Regions from separate parts of the Mus musculus genome. Here region 2 is linked to region 1. A link is a contact called in public promoter capture Hi-C data. All regions are on one chromosome and are shown on one strand. Each heading gives the region's core, a stretch centred on a gene start, on an enhancer-like site or on the middle of the called end of the contact. The rest is flanking DNA. Distances are from core to core; before and after follow the strand shown. Region 1 holds the start of Sesn2 (sestrin 2). Region 2 holds the start of Sytl1 (synaptotagmin-like 1).

What was found. Promoter capture Hi-C pulls out the DNA fragments that hold promoters and counts their contacts.
Region 2: a promoter capture Hi-C map of liver shows a contact between it and region 1, with 4 times the contacts expected there. The contact joins the promoter of Sytl1 here to the promoter of Sesn2 in region 1. A contact is called at or near these places in 2 of 39 promoter capture datasets (liver and pre-B cells) and 1 of 115 datasets of contacts at active chromatin or transcription factors (pancreatic cancer cells).

Annotation. Positions count from the first base shown.
Region 1 is chr4:132,506,280-132,513,055 of GRCm38.p6, reverse strand. Sesn2 (sestrin 2) reads left to right here and starts at 2,600. Exons shown (of 10, transcript NM_144907.1): 1 at 2,600-2,992. The coding sequence starts at 2,903.
Region 2 is chr4:133,261,436-133,268,760 of GRCm38.p6, reverse strand. Sytl1 (synaptotagmin-like 1) reads left to right here and starts at 5,674. Exons shown (of 15, transcript NM_031393.2): 1 at 5,674-5,774. Tmem222 (transmembrane protein 222) reads left to right here. Exons shown (of 6, transcript NM_025667.3): 4 at 256-352; 5 at 435-565; 6 at 1,840-2,716. The coding sequence ends at 1,927.

The sequences.
Region 1 (6,776 bases), core at 1,351-3,850:
TCTGACGCCCTCTTCTGGTGTGTCTGAGGATAGCTACTGTGTACTCACATTAAATAAATAAATAAATAAATAAATAAATCTTGTTTTTGTTTTGAGACAGGGTTTCTCTGTGTAGCTCTGGCTGTCCTGGAACTCACTCTGTAGACCAGGCTGGCCTCAAACTCAGAAATCTGCCTGCCTCTGCCTCCCAAGTGCTGGGATTAAAGGCATGTGCCACCACTGCCCAGCTAGGATTGTTCTTATGAAGACAATAACATATTCGTTTAAAAATATGCACTGGAGAGATGGAGGAGTAGCTCAAGAGAGCATTTCCTAGCATGTGTAAGACCACGGTTTAATTCCAGTACTGAAAACAAAAGTATAATATGCCATGCCACTGAGGGAGTGATCCAGAGATAGACATGATTACTGCTTTAAGTGATGTTTTCCACAGCTTAATGCAGTCAAAAAAAAAAAAATGCAGTGTGGTTGACAATCAGTTTTACCTTTCTAAATGGAAGTGTCTTCACACATGGCTGGTAATAAAGTCCATTAACTGGAAGGAAGGGGTAAGGCTTGTAAATGCGGTACTGAAGCTCCATGTGTTTGGTAAGCAGAGCCAGGAGGAGGTTAAAGGTGTTGAGGAGCAGGGGCAAGGTGACTTTTCAGCAGGGCTGAAGGGGGCTTCCGGAGGGAGCAGCATCTTGAAGGCTTCACTCAGGCCCCCAACAGGATGAAAGCTCTAAAGGCTCCCTGTCACTTCAAGGAGTAGAACTTGCAGAGGAGTATTGAAAAAGTTGAAGGATCATGGGTGTGACAGATAAGACTGAAGATGTAGGCTGAAACGTATCTTGGCAGGCCTTGAGGATCCACCTAGAGGTTTCACTTTATTCAGTAGCTGATGAAATAATACTGAAAAAAAAAATGTAGCCTGGCTACTGACATTATTGTTATTTCTGTTCGTGTGTCTGTGTGGTATTGGGAATAGAATCCAAGGCCTTGGGGTCCTAAGTGGACACTGTAATATTATCCTCTATCCTCATCCCACAGAGTATATGCATTTGTTTGTTTATTTGTTTTTGGTTTTTTGAGACAGGCTTCTGTGTAGCCCTGGCTGTCCTGGAACTCACTCTGTAGACCAGGTTGGCCTTGAACTCAGAAATCCACCTGCCTCTGCCTCCCAAGTGCTGGGACTAAAGGCGTGTGCCACCATGCCCGGCTGAGTCTATGTTTTTAAGGAGAAAGCTGAATCTGATATAGAGTTGTTTAGAAAAGAATTAACCCAAAGGGATATTCAGTGGCCAAGGGTATATTATTAGAAGCACGTTGTGCCAGGTGGCATAAGGTAGAAAGAAAAAAAAAAAGTCTAAATGTAGACACTGCCCTCAACAAGTTTATAATAAAAACTTTCAGATAAGACAAATACACAGAATATGACAACACAAGTTACAGTATGGAAAGTATTAAAACACAGAGAGAAAGGTCCAGCCCGAGTTTAGGGCTCTAAGGAGCATGCAGGTGAACTCCCTTCCCTACAGAAGGCATTAGACCAAGTCAGGAGATCACCTTTGGTATCATAAGCCTAAACTCAAGACTATTTCAGGCAGGAACTGAGAGGATTAATCAGCTCCAGCTCTGTCTAGGACTCCTTAACCAGAATAAAGAGAAACTTGAAACGGGAGAGGCCTGAAGAAAAACCGCGAAGGAGATGAGTAGAAGTGAATGGGTGAATCAAGGGTAAAGTGCTGAGATCTGGATGGAAGAGGTGAGTGTAGGGAAGTCATGAGAGTGAATGTCTAGAGAAAAAGAGGGCTAAAAACAGAAACTAGGAGAGCACCCACGTTTAGGGAGTGGATGGAAAAAGAGGAGTCAGAGAGGAGTGGCCAGAGGGAGAAGTGAGAAATAGATCAAGCCAAACACCTAAGTTACAAAGTTTCCATGAGTGCCTGGAGGGTGGAAGGCGGTGTGAAGGCACCCAAGGCAGGACAGAAGAGGGGAAATTGTAGCAATGAGGATTGAGATTAAATTTGAGATTGTCAAGGGTATTTCAGTGAGGGCTTTTCCAGAGACTCCACAAATAAGGTGATTTCCTTGGTTTAGTGTTTCTGAAGGTGCAGATCCCTCAGGGCCTGAGGGGACAGGGTGGTGGCTCTTGGCTTCAAATTTGTGGGTTTTGATCTATAATTAGAAGAACTGGATGTGTGTGGTTAGAACTCTCTGCAGACCTAACCAGTCCCTCCAGGAACTGGAAAGCTGAAGAACTTACTCAGAAGGGATTTCACACCTGGCTGTCTGGCCCAGCCCCGTGAAGTCCCGTTTCATCACGCAGCCCTAATGACTCCTTGGGCTGTCACTCTCATCTGGTATTGCCAGAGACCTGACTAACGCCTTCATGCAAAAGTTTGCAGCATCTGTGCGAGGCCAACTACAGCTCCCAGAGTTCCCAGGCGCTTGTCGATGCTGATTGGACGGAAGGTTGGCTCCGGAGGGAGGTGTCGGCTCCGCCTCCCCGAGAAACAGGCATCTGATTGGCTGCGCCGTGGGACTTTTGTGTCCCCGCCCTCCCCCAGGGACCGCAGCGGGCTGACAGAGCCGGGCGAGCGCTGGCAGTTCCGTGGTGGGGATGGTGAGGAGCGCCGGCTTCCCGAGCAGCGCTGGCCACTGCGGACTTCCGAGGCACTCCGGGCCGTGAAAACCTCTGCGCCGCGGCCAATCTCAGGCCTCCGAGGCCGGCCGCAGTTTTCCAAGCTGGGCTGAAAGGAGTGTCTATCGCCGTAGCGCCGGTTCTCCTAATCCCGAGAGACAGCCCGGGGATCTCGAGCTTCCCCGGCGACCCCTAGTCCCGGCCTCCTGTGCGCGCCCGACCTAGACCCCTCGGGTGTCCCAGGCGCGGACGAGCCGCGGCCGGGTCCTGGCGTACACCATGATCGTAGCGGACTCCGAGTGCCATTCCGAGATCAAGGGCTACCTGCCGTTCACCAGGGGTGGTGTGGCCGGCCCCGAGACCCGAGAGGTAAGCAACAGCCGGGCGAACCCGCTCTCCTCCAGCCACCGCCGAGCTTCGGGCAGACCCGGTCTAAGTCTGGTGCGCTCCCCCCGGGCTTAGGGTCTGAGAGCACGTAAGCTAGGGCTAGGGTTGCATCAACTGCAGCCTCCGCTCTCCCTTCCCCTCCCCACTGCCCTCTCTCTCTTTACCCTCCCCACTACCACCCTGGGAGGGAGGGGGATGCGGAGCCCTCCCTGGCTCCTTCGGACTCCTGGCCAATGAGAGGGGACGCCTTCTCGTGGCTCTTTGGGTTTGTTCTCTGCTAAAGCGAGCGTCTTCAAGTCCAGGCAAATCCCGGCCGGAGAGACCCGACCACTCCTCCTCCCCGCCCCCTTCCGCAGAATCCCTTCCTCTCGGTGGGGGCAGGCGGGCTGGGAGCTCTTTCTAGGATCGGTTTCTGGTCCTGTCGCTCAGCGAAGGGAGTAAACCACCTGGGACTGACCAGGGAAGGTCGATTCCCTTTTTCAGTCCTTACCTGCACCCCCGATCTGGAGACTGGTCCGAGTGCTTTATGGGTCTGGCTGGCGGCCTGATCCTCGGCGGCGGCAGCCTGAGAGAGCTAGGGGAGAAAGCGGATAACCCTTGGTCCCTTGATAGATTGCTTCCTATTAAATTGTTCTGGGGTCCTCAAAGTTTGTTTTGCTGTCTCCTCAGAGCGTAGAGAGACTTCACAGGGAGACAAGGTATAATGCCAGTATAAAGCCCCCGTCTCCCTCCCAGCAGTCTCGATAGTGGACATAGTCTATGTCGTGTATGGAGCACCTACTAGATGCCAGGATATAGGTTTTGTCTGACAAAGACAGCAAATACAAAACGTATTTTAACCCCATTTTACAGAATGAGAAAATTGAGGCCCGAAAGGGACAGAGAGAGGCCTAGCCCTCATTCTCTGGACTGTGTGTGACTAGGATTTTGGAGAATGCTTGGCACTGCAGAAGATACTGATCCTTTTTGATTTTCTAAGCCTAGAGCAGTGTGGAAGGTCTATTGCCGGGGCTGGAAATAGGTACAGTGGTAGTCCCAAGGTGTATGATCTTAAAACCAGCCCATGTCTGAGGAAATGTCTTGGGGGGGGGGGGTCGTTGGAGGCAGCCATCAGTCTGTTGCTTCTTCATATGGTTTAGGAATCTGTATGCAGAAAGGACACCTCGCCTCAGCCTCTTTGCTGATAACTTTTGTCTGCCTTGTGAACAATGTTGTTTTTGTTAGTGAGCGCCCCAGAGCACTGAGGGAGGTGAGGGCTGGATTCCAGTCCCACCCTTCACTTTCTCCCTGGATGGGTTATCTCAGCTGAGCGATCGCTTTTGATTGCAGTCTCTTACCGGGTATTTTGATAGTATCTCTAAAAGGTTGTTGGACATTAACTTAAAATACAAGCAAATGCATGAAGAGTGCCTGGGACATATTTACTGCGGGGGGGGGGGGGCTGGCCTTGTATTTAAAATGCTAGCTTCTGGAAGACTGACTTTAGCTGACATCTCTCCCCACCCCCCAGTGCCTCTCAAGGGGCTTCCAGAGTCTATTCTCTACTCTGGGAGGAGGAGAGCCCGCACAGCGCTCTGCCTGCTGTGCCTGTAGGAAGAAAATCTCAGGTGGTCTGTGTAGATCTTGGGTATGCCTTAGAGGAAGGCCCATCCTCTTTGAGACAGGGTCTCACTCTGTAGTTCAGGCTGGCCTTGACCTTATGACTATCTTCCTGCCTCAGCCTCCTGCCTGTTAGGATTACACATTGGATTTAAGAAAGTCACTTTGTTCTGCTCGGTGGTGGCACACGCTTTTAATCCCAGCACTTGGGAGGCAGAGGCAGGTGGATTTCTGAGTTCGAGGCCAGCCTGGTCTACAAAGTGAGTTCCAGGACAGCCAGGGCTACACAGAGAAACCCTGTCTCGAAAAACAAAAACAAGAAAAAGAAAGTCACTTTGCAGTTTCGGGGAAAGCTGATAATGTTTGCAACATTTTTTTCTACATCTTCTACTCCTCAAGAAAAGATGTCTGTTTTAAGTGGGATCCTGAGAAGATGGGGTACCGATCATCCAGACTCTAGTGCTCAAAACTCGAGGGCCAGATGGATAGTCCCCGCAATTGTTTCAGACTTTATTTCAGAGGGTCAAGGACTTCAGCTCTGTCTGTGTCCAGAAAGTTCCAAGGGTCTGACTCTTGTCTTGGGTAGTATGTTTTCAAATTCTAGAGTAACTTCCCCAAGCTTCTCTTGTCAGAAAAGCAGGTCTTCCTCCACCAGATGAGCCCCTTTGACTAATCCTGCTTTTGGTCCCTTTTTCATGGTAAGCTAGTTCCATAGGCTGAGGCCTTTCTTTCTGTCTACCTCCTTCCTTCTCTGGGACTAGTTAGGAACCTCCTGCAGGGCTCACTGTTCTTGGCAACTAAGCGGTTAACTGACCCTTATCAGCTATTGAGGCTTTGAAATCCCATCTGACCTGTGCTAGGCCAGAAGGGGACCATTCGGAGCTTTGGTCACTTGTCTTTAAAGAGGGGACAGCAAGTTCTGTTTCTCTCAGGGTGGTTGAGAACAATTAAGGTGCCTGTGAGATCAAATATGTAAAGCACTTTAGCCTGGGGCCCAGCTCAAGCTGTTTGCCACTCTGCTGGCTGCCCCTTCAAGGCTGGCTGGAAGTCTGGGGCAGCTTGTATGGCCTCTCTTCAGGTGTAAACCCAGTCTCTTATCTGGATCCAGCTGACAGGTAGTGGGCAGGCCTTCCCAGCTGCCAGTATGACTTAGCAGGAGTCTGTAGGTGAAGTCCTGGGGCTGGCAGACTCCAGAGAAGCAAAGCAAAGGCTGGGCTTCTCGGAGGGAACCAATGCAGAGCTGGGGAACAGCGCTCTGGGAAGTCAGTCTGGGCTCGGTTTAAATCTCTAGGTCTCAGTGCCATTTCCAGAAACTTGTTATAGAAGACTAGAAAGGAGGGTTCAGTTTGGGTTCAAATTACACATTAGACACTTGTTAGTCGATACTTAAATTTTTAGACCTTTAATTGGTTCACTGTAACCTCCAAAAAGATGTGGATTAGACATAAATAGGATTTGAACCCCTGGGTTTAACAGAAAAGTTAGTCTAGAAAGCACTTGTGTGAGGAGCCAGGCACCAGGCTTCAAGGCCATTAGTCCCTTTCTGATGCGCTAAAGACCTAGAGAGCCCTCCCAGAGGACGGTCCAACTAACTTTATTGTTGCTGCTGCCAAATGATGCTTCAGTTGGAAATAGAGGACCTGCCATTGCTGCTTCTCTCTCTCTCTCTCTCTCTCTCTTTTTCTAAGATTTATTTATTTATTTTAAGTATGTGAATACACCATAACTGTATAGATGGTTGTGAGCCATCTTGTGGTTGCTGGGAATTGAACTCAGGACCTCCTCCCATTCCCTGGTTTATTGATGTTACCTCTCGCCTGTGAGACCTGGGTCCTCAAGCTCCCTTCCCATGGACTTGCCCAGATGTCAAGGTTAGGAGAACATTCAGGATATCGGAGCTGTGAGTTACAATCTCTAGACTTGTATCCAGGACTCTCCAGTGTCCCCTGTGGTGGAACACTGGTTCCCTCTATCTTCACAGGCTCCTCCGCTGCCTTCTCAACCAACTCAGAGGTCACCTACCTCTCCAGTAGTTTTTCCTGTTCTCTTAAACTAAAATACCATACACGCTCCCAGCCCATCATCATCCAGAGTTCTGTCTCATCCCTCTCCATCATTTGCCTGCGTTCTTCCGGGTACCTAAAATGATATGAAGGCTGACTGGGAC
Region 2 (7,325 bases), core at 4,425-6,924, 750 kb before region 1:
AGAGAACCCTGGCAAGGGTCTTGAGACTTGCTTCGGGAGTTTCCTGAGCCCTGTGACTTTCTACATCCTAAGTCTCAGGAGCTCCGCTCTTCCCTCCAGAAGAGAATGTTGGGAAGAAGTAGCCACACAACTAGATCTGGACCTGGTTTCCCCTGTCGCCCACAGCCTTGGGCATCCCACACAGAGAACATTCATAAAGTTGAAAGCTGCAAAGGGGCTGAGCCAGTGCCCAGACTATCCCCCCTTTCCCTTCAGGTTCTGGAAATTGGACCCCGGACAGGTGTATGCGAGTGGGCCCAATGCATGGGACACGGCTGTGCACGATGCCTCCGAAGAGTATAAGCACCGAATGGTAGGTGGGGGCTGGGCTCAGGGGGTCTGTGTGCCCCACCCCACCCCACCCTACCCTGACCCAGCTGCTCTTGTGTCTCCAGCACAATCTCTGCTGTGACAACTGCCACTCCCACGTGGCTTTAGCCCTGAACCTGATGCGTTACAACAACAGCACCAACTGGAACATGGTGACGCTCTGCTGCTTCTGCCTCATTTATGGGAAGTATGTCAGGTGAGTGGTCTTCAGCCTGCAGGCCTGCTCTGGCCACTCTCCCAAGGATCTTGGAAAGGCTGTCACTGGAGTCCCTCGGTCACTAGGGACAGTTGGAACAGAAACTGAGGTCTTAGAGCAACTGAGTTCCTGGTGGAGAGCAAGGTACCAGAGTCCTGCCTCCCTCACGTGGGTTCCCTGCTGGCTTGTCACTGCTTACTGCCAGGTTCTGTTTCGCTGCTCTGGGCTGCAGCTGGCCCTGGGAAAGGACTGCAGTGGTTCTAGCTTCTAGGGAAGCTGAGTCTACAGGTGCTCGGAGGAGCGTGGATCCTCTTGGATAGTGTTACCCACCTCCATAGGCTCCTGCCCCTGCCTGCTTTGTCAGAGGCAGGCTTCTGGACAGTTGGGCTCACAGTCCAGGGAGACTTTGGAAGCCACAGCCTCAGGACCAGCCCACACTAAGAACTCAGGTTGGGTGAATTCCCTGTATCCCACAGCAGACCCCAGACTTAGAAACCATCTCACATGCTGGATGCGGTGGGGCACACTTAATCTCAGCACTTGGAGGATTTCTGAGTTGAAGGCGCCTGTCTCCAAAACAAAACAGAAAACATCTTATTACACTTGAGCTGGTCCCCCACTCTAACTTCATGTTTTGGGTTTTGTTTTGTTTTGTTTTTTTAAAATATTTACCTTTATTTTATATGCATTGGTGTTTTGCCTGCATATGTGTCTATGTGAGAATGTCAGATCTTGAAATTAGAGTTGTATGCTTCCCATGTGGATGGATTTGAACCCCTGTCCACTGGAAGAGTAGTCATTGCCCCAACTGCTGAGCCATCTCTCCAGCCCTTCACCAACTTTGTTCTTAATTATACTTATCAAGACCTTCTGGAAGGGAAACTCGGGACTTCTATGCCCCTAAAGCTTTAGAGACCCCCAGAAAAGGACAGAACACAGGCCTGAGGCAGAGCTGGGGTTGAGGTCAGGCCCTGATCAGCTCCTATCCTATGAGTAGCCATATCTGTGAGCTGACCTTCATTACCACCCCAGTGGATCCCACGCTCAACTGGAACTTTGTGGTCAGGAGTGCTTGTAGATGAGTGAGGCCCAGCCTGTTGGCTTCTTTAATGGCCTCCATAGTATTCATCAGGCCAGGCCCCATCCCTTGACTGGCCAAGTTGAAGGATAAGTTCCAGGAGGCCCTAGGAACCTAAATTCTGTCAGCGTTGGGGAAGGAGGAGTTCTGGGCCATAACCCTGCTCACTTGACCCTGTGTTCTTCTCCCCTGTCAGTGTTGGAGCCTTTGTGAAGACCTGGCTGCCCTTTGTCCTTCTCCTCGGCATTATCCTGACCGTCAGTCTCGTCTTCAATCTGCGGTGATAGCTTTCAGATGGTCTAAGCCTCAAGGAGGCTCCTGACACTCACCCCTTTTGGTCCCAATTCTTTTATTCCCCACCCCTCAGGCAGTGTTGCCTCCTGGGTTGAAGTAGGGTCAGGACTTGGGACAGAAGTGCCGATACTGAGCACCTGATGAGGTCACTTAGAGCCTCCTTGTCCTTTCTCCCTGGGCCTGAGACCTCACCCTTGTGGCATTCCCAGTGCCATCCTGGGAAGGCCTTCCTTCCCTTAGAGCATTTCCTGCCACCATCACTGGGCTACTCTTCCCATGCCCAGGGCACAGTGAGGACAAGAACCCACGGGCAAAGCAGTGTTCAGAGCTGGATTTGAAGCTGTTTGCTGGCTGGTGGTTGTGTCCCAAAGTAGGGCATGTGTTATGAGAAGTGCTGCACGCCAAGAGACTTGGAACCTTCTCTGCTGGCCTCGAATGGACCGGGAGGGCTGGCTATGTTCTTTCTGCCACACCAGCACAGTGTGTGCCTCATCACCGCTAATGTGGGCCCTGGCTAGCAAGGGCTGAGGGCACTTACGTGCAGAGTGGGTCCTCTGTAAATTAGGTAACGTGAATCCCACTTGTTTCCAGCCCAGGAGGCCTCGTGCTGGGGATAGAACCCTTTAGGTCCAAAATGTGAATAACTTGTCAGAGCAGCTGGTACCCCTGATCGGCTGGGTCTGCTTCCGGTTGCTACAATGGGCCCTATGCAGCCTCCCCCTGGTCTGCAGGCTCCTTTATAAGGGGCTCCCTGGCAGGAAATAAAGTTTTAAGTCTAAGTGGTGTCTGTCATTTTCTTCTGTGTGCCCTGATTCCTTAAGCTCATATATCCCTGGGGACTCGGAGCAAAGAGATCTGGCTGCTGACACCATGCCTGAGTCTTTCCAGCTGGAGCTTATGGGTACATCAACAGTACTTGTAAATTCTGCCACTGCACGGGCTGTGGGAAGTCCCTGCCACTCCTGGTCTATGTTCCAAACTCCCTTCCAGAAGGACTCTCATCTTCCCTACTGGGAAAAACTTGGCATTGGGGTAAGCCAGGAGGAAAGACAGCCCATGGCCTGCTCTGTGTGGCAGCCATATTGACCTCCATGTCATTTGCCCCGTAGCCATGTCACTGGTCAGCTTTCTCTTTGGTGCCTCTTCCTGTGGCTCCCAGCACTCTCATGTTCTCACCACCTACCAGTATGCACTGGCCTCTGATCCTTTGCATCCCACCAGGGCCCAGCTTAAAGGCTGTTTTCAAGACAGTGCTTGACTCTGACAGAGTGGCCTTGGGTTCTGTCCCCAGCGCTCAGCCCGTGTTACAGAGTGCTGTTATGTAACCTGCTGACAGCCAGCCTAGTAAGGCAATCACTATCAGTCTCAAGTGACATTGAAGAAATAAGCACCCATGGAGCTTGTCCAAGCTCTGCAGAAGCAAGAGTGGCCCAAAAGCCAGCAGAGCCCCACCCTAGAAGGGACACTTGGGCCTGAAGACCAGCAGCATTGGATACCTACCTTCCAGGGGTTCCCAGAGGTGGGACGAGGGCTGCAGATGTGCCTCTGAGGAGGGAGAAGCATGCTGTTTGCCATCCTTCCTGTGGGAGAGACTTGATGGATGACCACTTACAGGGGACACCAGTGGAGAGCATGCATGTAAGTGGGGCTGCCTCCATCCTTACACACGTACTTTCTAAGAATCTAGGGGGTTCACTTGATGGGAGAAACCTAGGAATGATTTTTTTTTTTTCTTTTTTGAGACAGGATTTCTCTTGAGTAGCTCTGGCTGTCCTAGAACTTGCTATATAGACTAGGTCAGCTTTGAATACAGAGATTTGCCTGCCTCTGCCTCCCAAGTGCTGGGATTTAGAGGTGTGCACCAGCCTAAAAATGATTTATTAACCAATTTAGATAAGGGAAAAGACAGACAAAAACAAGTGAGGGTGAGAGTCACAGCTCAGAGGTTGGGAGGCCAGGCTGTTCTTCCAGGGGGTGGGGAACCCCCAGTCCTGACATGGTGCCTCACAACCATCAATTAAACAAGAGAGGCCTGGGACTGGACAAAATGACTCAGCAGTCAAGAGCAGAAGTTGCATGTTCTGCCACGGTTGCAGGTATGACTCCCAACTCCCACATAGTACCTCATCCCATCGGTACCCTGGCTCAAGGGATCCAGTGCCCTCTTCTGGCCTCCACAAGTGGCAGACACACATCTAATGCACAATAGGCAGAACACCCATACACAAAATAATAAAAACATTTTGAAGAAAGCAAGCTTGAGGGCCAAAAGCATGCATGGCTCCGAGGGGGGGGAGGGCACTTAACCACCAAGTTCAGCCCCTAGAACTAAAGAGTGGAAGGACAAACTGACTCCTTCAGGGTCCTCTGACCTCCACATGCACAACACAGTATGCACACTGAGAAAGTATAAAAAGTTATTTCAAAAATGGGCTGAAGCCAGGGGTGGTGGCGCAAGCCTTTAATCCCAGCACTCGGGAGGCAGAGGCAGGCAGATTTCTGAGTTCGAGGCCAGCCTGGTCTACAAAGTTCTAGGGCTACACAGAGAAACCCTGTCTCAAAAAAAAAAAAAAAAAAAAAAAAAAAAAAAAAAAAACAAGCCAAAAACAAAACAACAACAAAAACAGGCTGAAGGCTAGGTGGTGGTAGTGTATACCTTTAATCCTAGCGCTTGGGAGTCAGAGGTGGACTCTGAGTTGGAGACCAGCCTGATCTACAAAGCAAGTTCCAGGACAGCCAAAGCTACAGAGAAACCCTATCTGTGGGGAGGGGGAGGGTGCTGAAGAGATGACTCAGCACCTAAAAGCACCTTTTGCCGAGGACCTGGGATCCCAAACACCCACCTAGCAGCTCACAGTCAGTCCCAGAGACCGACACCTCCCGTGGCTCCTTTGTGTGTCAGGTGCTCATGTGTTTCACATACATTTATGAGTCAGAGCATGTATGCACATACATAAATCTAAAAATTAAAAGACTTGGAAGCAGCTTTCAGCGCCTGAGTCCAGATGTAGATGGCTAAGAAGATCATGGTCCCCAAATCTGTGTACTTGTAAGACCCAAGAAAGGGTCTCCTGAGCAAGATGGGCTTCTCAGCCCATGAGCCAGGGCCCTTCAGATGGAAGGGGCCCAGGGTGACAAATGAGTCAAATAGCTGTTCTGTGAACATGGATGGTCAGAGGAGCTAGAGTGGCTGTGAGCGTTGATCTGTTGGGGAGGGGTCACCTGCTGCCACGTGCTAGCTGTGCCAGGCACCTGTGCTTCTCTTCGGTTCTACTCTCCAGTTTACATGGAAGGAAATTACTGCTCAGATCAGAGAGGTTAGGAAACCCGCTCAAGACCACACAGTGCTAGATCTGGGCCTCATCCAAAGCTGCCTACTGGCAACTCTACAATTCTCCTGTTACCACGGTTCTTAGAAGTTTCTAACTCTGCTTTCAAAGAAATGGTCTAGCAACTCTCTGCTACCCATTCCACAGATGGACCAACCAAGGCCCCGAGCTAGCCCTGTAGGTGAGGTTTGCTATAGTTCCTGGGTAAGTCTGGTACATACAGTACAGTCGGGCCCAACCACAGGGGCCCACAAAACTGGCCCTGGGTTCTCTAACAGCTGTTGTGGGTGCACCCAGTGCACCCTGAGGAGCTGCAGTCCAGGCCCGGTTTTGCACCAGGCCCTGCTGAGGTGTCTCCTCCTCCTCCTCCTCCTCCACCTCCTCGGGACTGGGGCAGCAGCTGCTGGGCGAGTCAGCTTTAGTCCCCACAGCCTTTCTAGTCTCTGAACTGTCTTCCTGGAGAGCTGGAGTCGCCTTTGAAGTTGTCGTCCCTACTGGACCCTTACAGGTAACACACCCAGTGGTCTAAGGGACAGGCACTGCCACCTGGTGTCCTGACCACATTCTGGTACCTCAGGAGTTTGGGCGGAGGGGGGTGAGGTGTAAGCAAGATTATGACTCTGGCCTGCCCAGATACACATACAGACTTTCTATCACTAAAGGGTCCCTGTCCCGCAGTGTTAGTACAGGGCAAGGGACACCTGATCCTTAATCTACCTCTGAAAGAGATACAACTTGAGGTAGAGAGATCCTGGCCTTGTATAGGCCCACAGCCCAGACCAAGCCAACCTGTCAGACAAAGCCAGGCAGTTTTGCCAAATGTCTTCCACCTTCACTCCCATATCTGGTGGTCCCCCGGGGTACTAGCATACACACCACAAGCCAGCCAGCCTGGGCTGGCTGACCACACAGGAAGAAATGCACATACCCACACGGCACTGGCTCCCAGCAAGTCACTGCCCACAGCAGCGACACTCCTGTAAGACTCTGTAGTATCATAAGGCAACACAGCACTCAGGGACAGATGCTATGTTTTACCCTGGCTTGCAGACATGTCTACTAATGCAGCAGGACGACAGGACACGGCGATGCTCATACACCCCGCCATAGAAAAGTCCCAAGCTAGCTTGATACCAGCACCTCAAGTACAGAGAAAGAGTCACTGTCAGTGAGCAGGCATCGGGCCCAGGGCTATGGCGATGGAGATGCAGAAACCCCCGGAGGGAAAGTGGGGTAGGAGAGGAGGCTCGCTTGCTTGCTGTGCTTGGATACTGACTCAGCTGGGAGGAGACCAAGGCAGGAGACAGGTACAAGCCAGGACCTGCCCCTGAGCTGCCCTCCTCCCTTTTCAACCCCAGCTGGGGGCCTGGCATAGGAGGGGCTGGGAAAAAAAGAGACTGCCCAGCGGGCCCAGACCAGGGCCACTACTGAGTGCAGGTCCCCTGCCACGTCCACATGCCCCTCTCGGCTGGCAATGTTTTCCTTCCGGAGTGGCTGTGGTACCTGGGCTTGAGTTGTTTTGCCAGCTGAGGCTTCCAGCCAAGTCTGGAGGTTGGGGAGCCCTGGGGTCAGACCCAAGGGGCTCAGAAGCTCCGCCTAGAGAAAGGGCTGGTGGGGAGGAATCTCAGGCAGGTGGCCTCAGTGGAACTGAGTGCTACAGGAGTGGGGGGAGGAAGTTGGGGTGAGGGTTGGGGAGGAGGTTGCCTCAGACAGGAAGGCCAAATGGGCCAGGGCAGGGTGGTGGGAGGCAAGGGCAGAGGCAGGCTAGGTAGGGGATAAACATGAGCGGTGGGGAGGGCTGTGCATGCATCCACATGTTTATGCAGGTATATTTTTGCATTTCATTAAGACTCAGGTTATGTTGTGTGCAAAATATTAGCTTTGAGGGGAGTGAGCTATCCTTAGTTTCTAGTAGTATGCAGCAGGTTAGACAGTGTGTGAGGAAATCCAGAGAGATCTGTGGAGATGCAGGGACTTATTCTTGTGAATGCACACTTGTCCTCGAGTGGGCATACTGTGTACAGGTTTAAGAATTACTGTGCTGCACAGCTCTTGGGCA